Linked DNA regions of Anas platyrhynchos: region 2 is linked to region 1. The links are chromatin contacts, called in public Hi-C maps. All regions are on one chromosome and are shown on one strand. Each heading gives the region's core, a stretch centred on a gene start, on an enhancer-like site or on the middle of the called end of the contact. The rest is flanking DNA. Distances are from core to core; before and after follow the strand shown.

Evidence for each region. A called contact is a pair of places that touch in the nucleus more often than the background predicts.
Region 2: a contact with region 1 is called in a Hi-C map of skeletal muscle, with 4 times the contacts expected there. The contact joins two enhancer-like sites. A contact is called at or near these places in 4 of 8 Hi-C or Micro-C datasets (liver, skeletal muscle, small yellow follicle and 1 more).

The regions. Positions count from the first base shown.
Region 1 is chr3:114,953,698-114,961,129 of IASCAAS_PekinDuck_T2T, forward strand. All of the region lies in intron 3 of SUPT3H (SPT3 homolog, SAGA and STAGA complex component), which reads right to left. Among named protein-coding and RNA genes, the nearest start is that of RUNX2, 110 kb to the right of the region's middle. Within about 2 kb of position 2,219, at least 1 of the 8 cell types and tissues checked has an H3K27ac peak or open chromatin away from gene starts, as enhancers often do.
Region 2 is chr3:115,120,709-115,128,370 of IASCAAS_PekinDuck_T2T, forward strand. It overlaps RUNX2 (RUNX family transcription factor 2), which reads left to right. Exons shown (of 7, transcript XM_038176222.2): 3 at 6,166-6,470. Among named protein-coding and RNA genes, the nearest start is that of SUPT3H, 17 kb to the left of the region's middle. Within about 2 kb of position 3,578, at least 6 of the 8 cell types and tissues checked have an H3K27ac peak or open chromatin away from gene starts, as enhancers often do.

The sequences.
Region 1 (7,432 bases), core at 969-3,468:
CTGAGACATAGTCCATCAATATAAAATAACTTTGCACAGCTTCCCTCTCAGCTATAACTCGTCAACTTTTTTCAGCTCTGCCATTTATTTATTTCATGACATTGGGAAAATCCACTTAGTCTTCTTTGTACTTTAATTTCTCATCAGGAAAGTGATCCTTTTTTTTTTTTTTTTTTTCCTAATTTGGAATGATGGTGGCAGAATGTAAGATGAAAATGACAAGCAATGTGAAAGTATATTCTAAAATCACAGATTACAAAATATGTAGTTACTGAGTATTGTAAGAAGGGTTGCTAGGAAAAGTATCTTGTGAGTACATTGTATTTGATACATTAACATCAGGCTGCGTATCGCTATAAAAGTACTCATTATTAATCTCATTCTATATGTGTATATAATATATATATATATATGCATATGCATACATGTATGCAAGTAGGTGACTGTGCAAAGATGCACGCATTCAGACTTGCATGTGTAGAGTGATGTCCATAGATGAAACATTTGTTATAAGACTTTCCATTTTGCCATGGATTTTTGACCAGGATGTAAAAACTGTCTGTCCCTTCTCCTTGCTCATGTGTTCTCGTTCCCAGTGCAATATTTGCAATATTCCACCTCTTGCATCATTATCCATCTACTTTATTTGGCCTCATTAGCAATTCAACGTTTCTGCTGATTATTATTCAATTTATTGATTATATTCTTGTCAGCAGTACTTATTTTCTTGCAAACCTACTTCCCAAACTGATTCTCCAAACCTGAGAAGATTTGGCGAGGTTCAATGCACCAACCAGAGCTTCTCTTTCAAACCTCCTGTCTCTCAGTGCATGCATTCCCACTCTCTTGCTAAAGAACATTTCAAGAGAAGGTCATGGGATCTTCTTCCAAACTCCTTCCACTACAAGTTTGTTTTCATCTTTATTCCACTTCTTTAAACAACCCTCTGAGGAACTTTACGCTTCCTATTCGTCATTTGCAATCCTAGTTCCTCTTTTTGCTCATTATTTTTTTCTGCTACAACAGATAATATATGCATTCCCACAAAGTTGCACCTAGTTTTCCTTCCTGAACACCTTCCCTTGTCATAAATCTCTGGCCTTTTTCCCAACTCTGACCCACCTCAGTACATGCATCATATCCTGCCTACTTAGATTTCCATTTTTCATTGCTCTCTGGCACTTTTGCTCACAGTGTACAGATGTTCTCAGCCTACACTCTCTTCTAAAGAACCCATATCTCAATGCAACCTGTATCTCCAAATCTTTTCCCATTTGTCTCTCTCTCTTAATCTGTAAAACAAAACAAAACAAAACAAAACAACACAGAACATGCAGTTTTCAGCTAACGCACAGACTTCCCCTCTTCTAACTCTGTCTTGGATCAGCTCCAACCTGACTTTTCATAAATCCCCTCCTCCCTTGAGACTATTCATATATGGGACACTACATGTCTCTTCCTGGTCAGAGAATTGGGCCTTCAAAGTCTTTATTTTCTCTGAGTTTTTCACCATTTTTAACACTATTTTTTTTTTTTTTTTAACATCAGAGAACTTTAATTTATCCTCCTGGTTTTTGGAAGCTTCAAGACTTTTGTCATAGAAGTACTTGTGTCATAAGGGACTTTTGTCTGTTACTCTTAGGTGGCCGCTACCTGGCTAAACAGGGATGTCTACATACATAAGACAGTCAATCAAGGCATCTCGTATAGTCACTAGAGACAAATCACCATTCTGCAACCAAACTCACCTTATCCTGAAAATAAACGCCTGAAGGAAGTCAAATAAATGATATTCTACAAGTATCCTTTCTCTCTGTTGACTCTGATTATTCGTCTGATAAACACACTACGACTGGCTGATGTGAATATAAACTACTGATAGCCAACTTGGCAGCATAGTATCCAATATGTCATTTGCATTCAGAGAAGTGCAATGCCTTTACCCTAGATATAAGAAAATGGACAGCCTAACTTACACCTTAAATGTTGCACGTCCAAGGAACAATGTATGAAAATAAGTATTTTAGTTTGGGAATATATATGTGTATATATACATACTACCCTACTGTACTTAAAAGCAGTTCTGAAAACAATCCAGTGGGAGAAGGCTGGCTGTAAAGCATATGCTTTTTAAGAGGACCATCCCTATATCAATTGCTACAGAGCTTCTACAATGTTTTCTCAATTTTATTTCCTTTTAGCTCCCCTCTGACCAAGCCACTTCTTCCATGACATCATGGTAAACTGTCTTGTACCTGTCACAGTGCGTTTTTAAACACCAATTATTTTTTCTTTAATTTTCAGTCTTAACAGGACAAGATTGCGCAGTCGATAGGTCTGGAAGGAAGACAACATCCCTGGAGGGAAAGCTTCAGCCTAGAACAGTGAAATCTGCAGAATAAAGTTTACCAAAGTTTATATGAAGAGAATGTTTTTATGGCCACATTCAGACCTGATAGGGAATTGGGTAAGAATCAACTGTTTCCTCAAAAGGAACCCATTGTCTAGGTGTGTATTTAGTGAATTGTCACTGCCGCCTGGTTTTCTGAGAGGCAACTTAGTGAATGTGAGGAAATGTAAAACACTTATTCCTTGGTGCAGAAAGGTGGGGTTTTGGTTCACTTACAGGGAAAGTCATGAAAAGAAAAAGGTAAAGTATTAAAATCAAGGATCAAGGATAAGCTTACAATGCATTTTCTCCACCTGAATATTTTTCACTTTTCTGTGGAACCCATCAATAAAACTTAAACATTCCTTTATACTTTTAGATACAGCTACACAAAATTCATACACTCCACCTTATATGACAAAAAATATTCAGTTAACACATAGTAAAATCACAAGTGTGGGAGGTAAAGCATACATTTTCCTCTGTCAGGTGTCATTTTTGTCAGAAATGGGTTACAATCCATACTGTGATTTCTGCATTTATTTGCAGCAAGTCTGAGATAAGAAAAGATTGTTTGTGCCGGTTTTTGTGTATAACTCCTTTTCTGTCCACTCAAGGACTATGCTGCCATCAGTACTCCTATCAGGTTGAACTTGTGGCTTGAAGATAAAAGAACACAGAAATAAAACACGTTTGATATCCCCCACAATTAAATAAATACTGATCTAACAGCTTCTGCTGTTATCGCTGTTTTTGTTGGCCAGTGACACTTACAGACACAAAGGGGTTGTATTTGCCAAAACAAAAGCTCTGAAATATTAAGAAAACAAATCTGCAGCACTTCAAGAAGAAAAATAGCTTTTGTAGCTAATTTTCCAATGGTGTCATTCGAAAGTAAAAATTTTCTGATTCTTGGTAACACCTTTGCCTTCAGTTCTTGTTTTCTTTTTAAGATCAACAGAAGCAGAGGATTTTGACAAAGGTGTAGAATATCAGTATTAGCTGTTATCTATTAATAACAAAGTGCAGTATTAGAAAACTCAAGAACTCTGAACACTAGGTGTCAGTGTAAGAAATGGAAAAATATCAAAAACCTGTTGTTTCCAATCAGGTGGATTAGCTAAGAAACCAGAACCAGCTGTGACCACATTTCCTTGTAACTGCATAACACTGTTAACAAGCCAATCTTCCTAAAAAAAGTTATTCTGAACCTATCAGGTTTGCTTGAAATCAGATAAGGTGATTTAAAATCTACAATGAATTTGCTCTGTTAAACTCTCTGAGATGACCTTTACGTTCTATGAGTTACATTCGGGACCATGCAGAATTTAACATTACTCTTCTTTTGCCACAGATATCTACAAATCAGTTTGTGCCATTTGCAACTTTAAGTTTTCAGTTTTATTTGATAAAATCAATGAAGAACAAAAAATCAAACAATACAGCCAGTGCTGTCAAAATTGTGGTGGAAGTCATGAAAGTCACTTCATTCCAGAAATCCAGATTTTATATGGATGGCAGACTGTTAAATAACTGCATTAGCAGAGGAATCATAGAATCACAAAGTAATAACATAAGCCGAGTTGGAAGGGACCCATAAGAATCATCGAGTCCAACTCCTGGGTCCCCAAAGGACCACCGAAAAAAATCAGACCATGCGTCTGACAGCACTGTCCAAACATTTCTTGAACTCACATCGTCACATCCTGAAAGTGCTCATTTATCTCCCCTGACACAAAAGATAATTTCTTGTGATTATCTCAGGTACAGATACATACATTTGTTTGCCTTTGTTTGTTCAGATGAATTCAGTCAGGATCAACAAGGAAAAGCAGAAGGAATTTTACCACCCTATCACCGACAGTTAACATATTTGGACAATTATTTGAAATAAAGCAAGCAGAATGATAAATATAGTAGTAAAAATTCTTTGCTTATTTGACTCTGAAGCAGATTTTAAAGATACACAGATGCTTTTCAAAATTAACCCAAGGTCCATCTTCCTAATCAAATACTCATGTATTCACACCACTGATAAATTTCAGATTCTTTTCTTTTTAGATTTCTTTTTAGAGTTTCACACTGACTAGCTGTTGCCAGAATCGGACTATGAGATGAGGTGGGTCTTTGTATGGATTTTACACATTCATACAATATTCATTGTATGTTATATATATATAAAATACGTCTATACAAAGTAAAAGGAAGAAAGAAACCCTGAATATCAGTTTTCTATTTGACATCTGAAACTTGGGATGTAATTAGGATCTTTCCACGGACAGAAAGATTGCTCCTTCATTCCAATCCAGAAACAGCTAAATGATTTGAGACATTTTTTAGGTTATGTCAAAAATACTCTTGGCAAAAGCCTGTTAAATCAGAGCAAAACCATTGACAAAACATTGATTTAACAGAGTACATCATATTGTGTAATAACAATCTACTGTTTACTTGCTCAGCCAAGATTTTGACAGTTATCAATCTATACCATACTCCTAACACATATAAAAATTAAATAGAAGATCTATTTGCATTTTGGAAACTCAGCCTGGGATCAGCTTATCAGGTTATTATATATAAAAGCTCCAGAAGCCAAGGTAATTGAGTACATACACATTTAGGAATGCAATTGATTCTGAAGACCCATGAGTGAAATGTCTTACATATTTAATTCCTCTTACTAAACAGCCTAAATAGGAAGCTGTTGTGTTCAGGATGTAAAAAGCAGACCTGTGTACAGAGACACATAGATGCCTATATATGAACAACACATAAATCTATGTGATTGGTATCAAAGGCCCAAAGACTGACAGCGAAAATCAGGAAACACCACGATAGTGGCTGCCTGCACTACCTTCATTCTTTTTATTTTATAAGCACTACAAGACAATCTGTAACCATTGATCAAATTGTTTTTTCCATTCAATCTAGTCAACAGTTTGCTTTTTTCCTCTTCATTATTGAACATGTGGCTACAATTATGTGAACATAATTATTCATTTCCTTCTGCTTTTTTTTTTTTTTTTTATTTTTCTATAGGATTCTTAATATTGGTACCTTAGTCTTTCACAAATGGTAACATTTTCTCAGCCTCCAAGTGAAAAGTAGAGGCATTATCTGTATTTTGGGACCAGAAAAATAATAATATCAAAATGCTTAAAAGAAACCATATTTTCCCTTCCTGAAATCTGTTTCCTCATTTACAATGCACGTGCTATCTTCTGAAACAAATAAGTCATGAAGACTATACAGCATAGACTCAGGACCAGAACAGGTGCATCATATGCACCAAATAAATAATGTGGCTGCTTTGTAGAAAAAGTACATCATAGTCATAACAAGAGTTATTCTAAGATGATTCAGACTACCCTAAGAACATGTTGTACCACAATATGAACATACAGATAAAAACAAATATATAATGATTTATATCACTTCACAGCTTGGTTTTCCTGAAAGTGAATGCAGGCAAAACATTTAAAAAATTCTGACAGCTTCACACAGCCAGAAGAACAACATTGGATAAATGATTTGAGTCTTAGGCTCCACTCAGTGAGATCCATCCCAATCAGATGCTGAGCAGCATCTCTGTATCACCAGGTAGTGGTTGCTGTGTCTACTATGTCAACTATGGGGAAGAAAGATTTATGGGAAAGAAAACATCTGATCAAGTGCTCTCATTCTAAGAAAAGGGCACAAAATGTGCAAAAACACAAACCGGTACTCCCAGACTATTCCTAATGGTGTATTTGCTCCTGAGGTACAAAGAAGACCTCTGCTCAAAAGCATGCTTGCTATGCCTCTGGTACTAAGCAGCTCTTGCTACATTAATTTATTTATTTATTCTTTTTCAATAACCTCCTTAACTTGTAGTGACCGTCCTAGAGGAGTAGCTCCAAATTTGCCCTCTACTGTTTGGCTTTGTTGAATGTGGAAATACCTAAAAGTAGCATCTCAACTCTTCTCTGGGGAAAGAAAATAAAATTATTAAATGAGGTAGATTCTGTGCCTTAAAATAAATACATCTGAATAAGGTGAACAAGCAACAGCTAATGTTAGAATAGAAAACGCAGGACACTGCTTTTCATGCATTTGATGTTTTTCATGCATTCATTGAAGAAAAGACAAGTTTTCATAAAAAGTCAGAAAAGAGTTCATCATTTACAATTTAAAATTTCTGTAAAATATCCCCGTTAAAGCTATTTTCTAGTATTCTAAAATATTAAAAATGAAATACTGCCCATTTTCTCAAGTAATCTAAAGTCAAGTCTTACAATCGAGACATAGAAAAAGAAAAAAAAAAATATTTTTAAATAAGAAATTGATAAAACAATCTTATGCCTGAAGGTGGGCCCTTCTAAACCAGCGCATTCCTCACCCCCAAATGACAGACACTTTGCCACTGAGCTTGTTTGGTACAGCAGTAAGAGCATTTGATCTCTAGAACAGGTTGAGACTTTTCAAATTTTTTAGTCTTATGGAAAAAATGCATACTCAGAACTACAAAACCTATTCTACTATGTAAATTGAACAATTTTTTTTTTTCTTTAAAGGAGCCATTGTTTTTAGTCATGCAAAAATCTTTCAAAAAACACTCAAACAATACAAAACTTCCAAAATCAAGTTTGAGAATTGCAACCACAGCAATTAATGTCAGAGATGCAATTTACAACAGAAAAGAAAAAATATTCCTACCAATGCGCTACCATAATGTAAATGATAACCACGTTTAAAAGTAAATGCACACATAACAATTAAAAACTACTTACTAGAGGAAAAGTCCCTTCTCTTTTCCATCACATGTGAGAAGTGCTAACAAATTCACAGTGCTGCCACTCAGGGAATTTTTTGTATTACAAACTTATTTTCCAATTTGATTTCTTCCAGGGCAGGTGTGCCACGTGTTTGCTGCAAATGCATGTATGTTGTTTAATTTACTCTACAGTAGGAGAAGAATGAATGGTGGAAGGATTTTTCCCAGATGGTTTATGTGAACTCCTTTATCCCATTCATGTAAACACACAGCGTGTTCCGGTTTGCTGA
Region 2 (7,662 bases), core at 2,328-4,827, 170 kb after region 1:
AAGTTCATTTTTTAGCCTTTATGTCTCTAAAACAACGTGCTGTTTTTGTCTGAAATTGTTCAAGACGGTTTCTCTGTTAGTTTGTTTTTTCTCATTTTGAATTGGTTACACAGAATTTGTGACCGGGCTTAATGGAAAGGGACAAAGTCAATCTTGCCATGGAAAAAGTTTGTCCCTAACTATGGGACCCTAACAACTTTCTTCAGTTAGATTTTCAGATCGCATGCTACGAGCAAAGAAGATGAATATAATTTACTTGAAAAAGATGGGCCAAACTTTTTTTTCTGATCATAGTATGCTGGCAGCTTTTTACTGCCAGACAGGCCATACCTTCCCTTTAAAATATTGCTACAAGGTGGGAAGTTGGCCCTCCTTCCTTTTCCTTCACAACGATGGCATGGCCACCTGCTGCTCGATACCTCACTGAAAATCATGCTGTCCCACTGGGGTTGCAGACAGGGTGGGGAATGGAAGAACCCTACGGCAGGACTGAGAGCCAGGTTTGCAGCCTGTGCTTGTTAGTGGAGCAGAAAATAAATCATTAGGAGAAAATCCAGACTTCAGTAACTGTTTACTCTCTTGTTTGCATAACATGCGTTTCGCTGCATGCCACGGAGAAGCCAACCATTTTTCAGTAGTGACACGGCAGGTTTCTTACCAGCTTTTTGAATTCATCTCCTGGTATTACTGGTATGTTTTACGGGAGCAGAGCCCTGCTACTTTTTTGACTTCTGAGGACTTTACATGCATTTCTTATATCTGGAAGCATGTGTTAATAACTAGTACCCCTTTCTACACTGAAGCAAAACTTGCCCCAGAGCCAGTCAGCATCAAATCCGGAGGCAGAGCGCACAAGTTTCAGCCATCAGTCCTTGCTTACTACCAAAAACCTAGTGGAAAAAAGTAATATTCTGGAATTCATTTATTTATTTGTCTATCTATTTATTATTTACTTAATATGATCATTTTCCAACCTGACTTTTGAACCTCTGTGCTTATATTTGTATTGGGGACTAGAAATACTAAAAATCAGTGTGTGGTGCTGAAATATTAAATGGTGTCAGCTAATTTCAGGACACAACGAGTGTTCTTTTATCTAGGCCGTAAATCAAGGGGACAGGGACACAGTAGTTAAACAAACCAGAGTTGTCCAGAGTCTGAATACGAACGTTGTAGTTACAGAACCCATTACCACATGTCTACTTAACAGACCAAATAACATGCAAATCTGGAGTTACTATTTGTCTTTTTTTTTTAAAAAAAAAAAAAAAAGTGCAAAGAATAGCTGGGCAAACAGTCAATTCGCAGCCAAAGCGAAAGCAAAGCACTGCCAAGAGCCACTGGAGCTTATCTTGCCCCTGCTGAAATGAATGGAAATTTGGGCAATCCCTTCTGTAGCACTAAGCTTACTGAAGTTGACACATTTTGACCTGATGCTCATTTTCACGAATTAATTAAAAACTTTTAGCAGGTAGATGTTGGAAAGAGAATATTGGCACGTCCTCAGCTATAGTAATAATTGCTGACGTTGCTGTAGTCACTCCAACTAAAAATATCCAAGGCAATAACAAACCCCATGAACCCGTTCACTTATTCCTTTTTCACAAAGGCTATTTACTTCTATAGCTCAAAATAAATCCTGTACTCATCATATTTACAGCACATTCCAGCCCGGCAAACTGGCATCGAAACTATTTATTTAGGGAACATCATCCAGGTTTGCATCTTTCAAATTCGACAATTATTTTTCCTCTCGAGCATACGATACTTACAACGTGAGCGCGCTAGGCCCGGGTTTTAGAAAAGTAACAGTAAACAAACCCTGTGCTGTTTAAAACATTACCTTTTTGGCAAAAAGCGATATAATTATGGCTGCATCCATAACTTAATTAAAAGGGAAAAAGCTGAAAGACAATCAAAATTGCAGCAATCGTAGCTGTACTAATGAAAATCTTATTTTATAAAGTGGATCTGAAGGTGTTTGTTGAGACATAATTTGCAGTGCAAGCACATTTTTTCACTAACCCTCCTGCAATTCTCTAACATCTTAAAATATGACCCATTTTGCAACCAGGGCTAAAATTCCGAGAAGTTCTGAAATGAAAGCCGAGGAAAGCCGAGCAGCAGGGTTGCTCTCCATTTCAGCCAAATCCCAGCCAAAGTTCCAGATTATATATATCATAACATGAATTACTATTTTGAAAAAATCCCGTCCAGCTTTTATGCAAGTCCATAAACATTACTGGTACTTTTATTAATTTGTCCATAACCATTTAAATAAAATGCTAGTACTCTGAGCTGTGATCTGTTCCAGGCTGTAGTAAGTTCCTGTTAAATGTGTAAATGTTCAGCAGAAAGATATTTTTGCTTGGAGACTGAAAATCAGCTGTGCCAGATACCTGAAACTTTGTTAGGGCGTTCAGTGGAAAATTTTCTTTCAAGATTATAAATAACCGTGGACTATTTTAAGTGACCTTACACTGGTAGCTTCCAATAACATATTTGGGTTTATCCTAATTAACTTTTTATTTTATTTTAGTAGGAAGAGAGGCGACTGTAAAACTTTTAGTGTGGCCAATTAAAAGTGGAAATGTATCTTCTTGTTTGAAATGTAATGACTGTCAGGTATATATAGCATTTGGGTATAAGACATCCTCTTGCCTTCTTTCTAGCACCTTTGGAATAGCTCTAATGGAAAGCTTTTCCCTTCCAGCTAAGGGGGGGTGGGGGGGAATAAATTAATAAAACATGGTGGTCACAAACATTTTACTCAAATAATTATGAAAAGGTGTATTTTCGGTATTGCAACTACAGTAAGGTGGAGCTTCTGAATATCCCCTGTGCTCTCGGTGGAGTGTGATGGTCCTTTGGAGGTGCCTGTGGCCCCTGGGGGAAAGCAGCCCCCTGTCCTTGCTGCAGGAGGGGGGGCAAGCTCAGGGAGGGTTTGCTCCTTACCCACAGAGACTGCATAGGTGCAGTAGGGTAGGAAACTTCCCCCATCCCCTCTGGTATTTGAAGAGGAAAAGAGGAATGAAAAAAAAAAAAGAAGTAAAACATAAAGGAATAAATAAAGAAATAAAAATAAAGAAATAAATAAAAAAATGAAGAAACAAAGAAAGAAATAAAAATAAATAAAAAATAAAGAAAATATAAAGAAATGAAGAAATACCAAATAGAAGCACGAAGAAATAAAAAATAAAGAAATGAAATAAAGAAATAAAAATAATAAAGAAATAAAACATAAAGAAAAAAGACAAAAAATAGAAATAAAGAAATAATAATAAGGAAATAAAGGAGAAAAAAAAAAGAAAAATGAAAAAAGGAAAAGGAAAAAGGGAAAAAATAAAAAAATGAAAAAAAAAAGATAAAAAGTTAAAAAAATACATTTAAAAAATTTAAAAAAGAGTGAAAACGGGTGTAGCTGCGTGCAGGGCGGCGGCGCAGGGGCTGTCGCCCCCCGATGTGGCCGTGGGAAAGACCCCGGGGGGGGCCGGAGCGGTCCCGGCAGCCGCCGCCCCCCCCCCGAGCCGCGCGGAGCGGCGGTGCGCGGAGCGAGAGCTCTCCCCTGCGACCGATCGGCAGAGCTCGGCCTCCGAGCGCCGCGGCGGGGCCGCCCGGCTCCTGCTGCCCCACCTTCCCCTCCGGTCCCCGGGGGTGTGGGGACGACACACGGTGACCCCCCCCCCCCCCCACCACCCCCGGCGGGGATCAAAAGGGGACCGGCGGGAGGGCACGGGGAGAGCCTGGGGGGGCTCAGCTCCGCCAGCCCATCTCTGCACGGAGGGTGGCTCGGTGTAAAGGATGCGTGGAAGGGAGGTCCCCCTTCCAGGACACCCCCCCCAAGGCCCCCACCCATGGGCACCCCCCCAGGGACACCCAGCACGGCCCCCCCCCCGCCACGCCGGCCGCTCGCAAGAAGGTGGCAGGAGCCCGAAGGAGCAAAACCTTAGAAATTAGCGGGAGGGATGTGATAGGTCCTTATCTGCCCCGGGAGGCGGTTACACTTTTTTACTATTGGGTATGTAAATTGTTTTTAATAAGATCTGCCTTTTTTTTTTTCTTTTTTCTTTTTTTTTTTTTTTTTTTTTTTTTTTTTTAAGGCAGAAAACAAACCAGACTCCCTTTACCTTAATAGTCTGAGGGGGGTTTTATAGCTTTCATTCATTCAAGGAAATGTTTTAGGCGTTAGACTACCGGAGACTTAGAAAAAAAAAAAGAAAAAAAAAAACTTTGGCACCAGCTTATTATTACTTTTTTTTTTTTTTTTTTAAACAAGATTTTTCATATATATATATTTTAAAACAAACAAGCCCCAAAGTGTTAATGGAAAAAACCCGGCGAGAAGTGGAGCTCGGAGACCGTGTCCCGCTGCCCCCCTTCCCTGTCCTCGTCCCCCTCCCCGTGGGTGAGCCCGGCTCGGAGCAGAGTTTCTCCTCCTGTGGGGGATGCACATTGTTTTATTTATTTTGAAGGCTGCAGAAGTCTGAGGACTGAAGCACCACGTGCTGCTGACTCTCATCAGCATAATGATCGCCTTAGCCAGAGAGTCCTGTATATATAAACCACAAAAACCTAATCATTAGAAATCCCAGCCTCCAAAAACCACATTCAGGACAAAAAACCGTGGCGTGTTTTTTCGGCTCCTTCATCTTCCCCGACCTCAACTTCTTGGGACCCAAAAGAAGTTTTGTTGTTTTTGCTTTGCTTTTTTTTTTTTTTTTTTTTTTCAAAACGATTTTCAGAAAGAAAAATAACTCAGACAAACCGACGTTTTAATGATTTTTTTTTGCTGCTGTTGTTCATCAGGGGCGGAAAAAAAAAAAAAAAGGAAAGATTTTTGTTAGCCTATTCAACTCAACGGACTTGGATCCAGCAGCGACTTAATTAAAAGGACCGGACTGCACCGAGGCTGCCTTTTCCCAGAATTTACTTGGGCATATTTTAGAAATCAGCCTAAAGAGAACTGTTTTTTTTTCTTTCTTTCCTTTTTCCCTTTTTTTTCTTTTCCCCAAACTGCGCTCCCCGCTTTTTTTTTTTTTTTTTTTTTTTTTTTTTTTTTTTTTTCTCCCTGGGAATCCGAAAGTTCAACTTTTCTTAAGCCCCGAAGCCTCCCAGAGGAACCGGCTAAAGCCTCTCTTCTCATTCTCAGCTGTGGGACTTCCCTCCTGGCCCGGCCCCCCTAAAACTTTCTTTTCACCCCAACCCCCCCCCCCCCTCCGGGAGCGCCTTTCGGAGCCCCGGCTTCCTAAAGCCAAGGGCAAGAAGCGGGGGGAGCCCAGCGGGACTTCGTCCGTATTTCTTTTTTTTTTTTTTTTCCTTTTTTTTCTCCTATTTTCTTTTTTTCGCTGTTTATTTGTCCGGAGGAGGAAGACTTCTTTGGAGGAAACCGGGACGTTCCCCTCGACACCCCCCTTGAAAGTTCCGCTCCTCTGCTGGCCGCCGCGCACAGCAGCAGCCCAGGAAGCCCGAGCGGCAGCAGCGCCTTCTCTTCTCCCCAGCCAACCTTAGAAAATCCGAAAAGAAAAAAAAAAAAAAAAAAAGGACTGGGAGGGAGGGGAAGGAAAAAAAAAAAAAAGGAAAGAAACTCAAGCACTTGAGGAAAGAAGCGGTGGCGAGAAGGAGGGAAAGGAGCAGAGAGACTGTGCGAGAAGGGAGGAAGGAAGGAGGAGGAGAAGCGGCGCGGTGCAGCCGGGACCATGCAGCTTCCAGCCGGGCTCTGCTGAGAGCCGCAGCCCCGGCCCCAAGCCCACCGTCGCCCTCCTCGCTGCTGCGGGCTGCAGGCGCCCCCAGACCGGCATCGCATCGCCCCCCGCCCCGTCCGGCTGCCTCGGAGAAAAACAAACAAACAAACCAAAAAACAACAGACTGAGATTTTTTTTTTTTTCCTCGTGCATTTAATCTGCTGGCTTTTTTATTATTGTTATTATTATTTTTTTTTCGCTTTTTGGCCCTTGATCTTGACGCCTCCACTTTTTCATTCACCCTTTTTTTTTCGACGATTTTTTTTTTTAATTTTTATTTTTTACAACCCCCTACCCCCCCCCCTTTTTTTTTTTTTTTCTACACGCCTCCTCCAGCGATCCCCCCTCACCGCTCCCCCCCCTTCCCCCCCCCCCCGCCCCCCAATTCGCTAACTTGTGGCTGTTGTGATGCGTATTCCCGTAGATCCCAGCACCAGCCGGAGGTTCAGCCCCCCCTCCAGCAGCCTGCAGCCCGGCAAGATGAGCGAAGTCAGCCCGGTCGTAGTAGCCCAACAGCAGCAGCAGCAGCAACAGCAGCAGCAGCAGCAGCAGCAGCAGCAAGAAGCCGCGGCCGCCGTGCCCAGGCTGCGCCCCCACGATAACCGCACCATGGTGGAGATCATCGCTGACCACCCCGCCGAGCTGGTCCGCACCGACAGCCCCAACTTCCTGTGCTCCGTGCTGCCCTCGCACTGGCGCTGCAACAAGACCCTCCCGGTGGCATTCAAGGTGAGCCCCCCCCCCCCCCCCCCCACAACGCCCCCCCCCAACAACCCTCAAGACCCAGCCCCCCCGGCGCCCCCCCCGCCTTTCCCCGCCGATGCTGTCCTGGCAGAGGGGATTTCGTGCCCCCCCCCCCCCCTCCCGGAGTCATTGCTGTGTGTATGGGGTCCCCCCCCCTCAGCACTCCTCATCCTGAAGTGCCCCCTCTCCGTCTTGTGTTGATTCGTGTCCCCCCCGTGTGTCCCCCTCTCAGCGCTGCAATGACTTCTGTGCCCCCACAATGACTTCTGTGTCCCCCTCAGTGACTTCTGTGCCCCCCTCAATGACTTCTGTCCCCCCCTCATCCTTCAGTGCCTGCTGTGTCCCCCCCGTCTTGCAATGACTTCTGTGCTCCCCCCCTACAGTGTCTCCTGCCCCCCCACTCCGTCCTGCAATGACTCCTGCTCCCCCTCCCTCCTTGCATCTGTCTCCCCCCACACACACACACTTCAGCCTGCAATGATTCCTGAGCCCCCCCCATCTTGCACTGATTTCTGTGCCCCCCATCCTGCTGTGCCTCTTGTGCCCCCCCCTCCCGTCTTGCACTGCCTCCTGTGTGTCCTCCTGCCGTCCTGCACCAACTTCTGTGCCCCCCTCCCTCCGTCCTGCAGTGACTTCTGTGTCCCCTCTGTCCTGCAGTGACTTCTGTGCCCCCCCAGTGCCTCCTGTGTCCCCCTCCCACCCCCATCCTGCACTGACTCCTTCCTCCCCCTCCCCAATGTCTCTGGTGTATGCGTGTCCCACTGACCCTCAGGAGCTTCTGTGCCTCCTGTGTCCCCCCCCCAGGCCTATAGGGGTTTTGTACCCCCCTCGTGCTTCAGTACCCCCTGCACCCCCCCAGCCTGGCAGTGCCCTTTGTACCCACCCTGTCCTGCTGTCTCCTGTGCCCACCCCATCCCGCTGTGCTTCCCGTGTCCCCTGCAATGCCTGGTCACCCCCCCCTCCCCGTCACCTCCCACCCTATGGGGGTCATCCTGTTATTTCTCTCCCCACAGGGCAGAACTGGTGTCCCCCCCCTCAAGCGTCTCCCTCTGTCCGTGTGCCACCCCCAGCCCAAATCCTCTCTTTCCCACTTTTTTTTTTTTTTTTAAATCCCCCTCCCCCCCCATTGAGGAATGGGCAATTTACTCGTGTGCAAGAGCTGGGTGCAAAATGGATG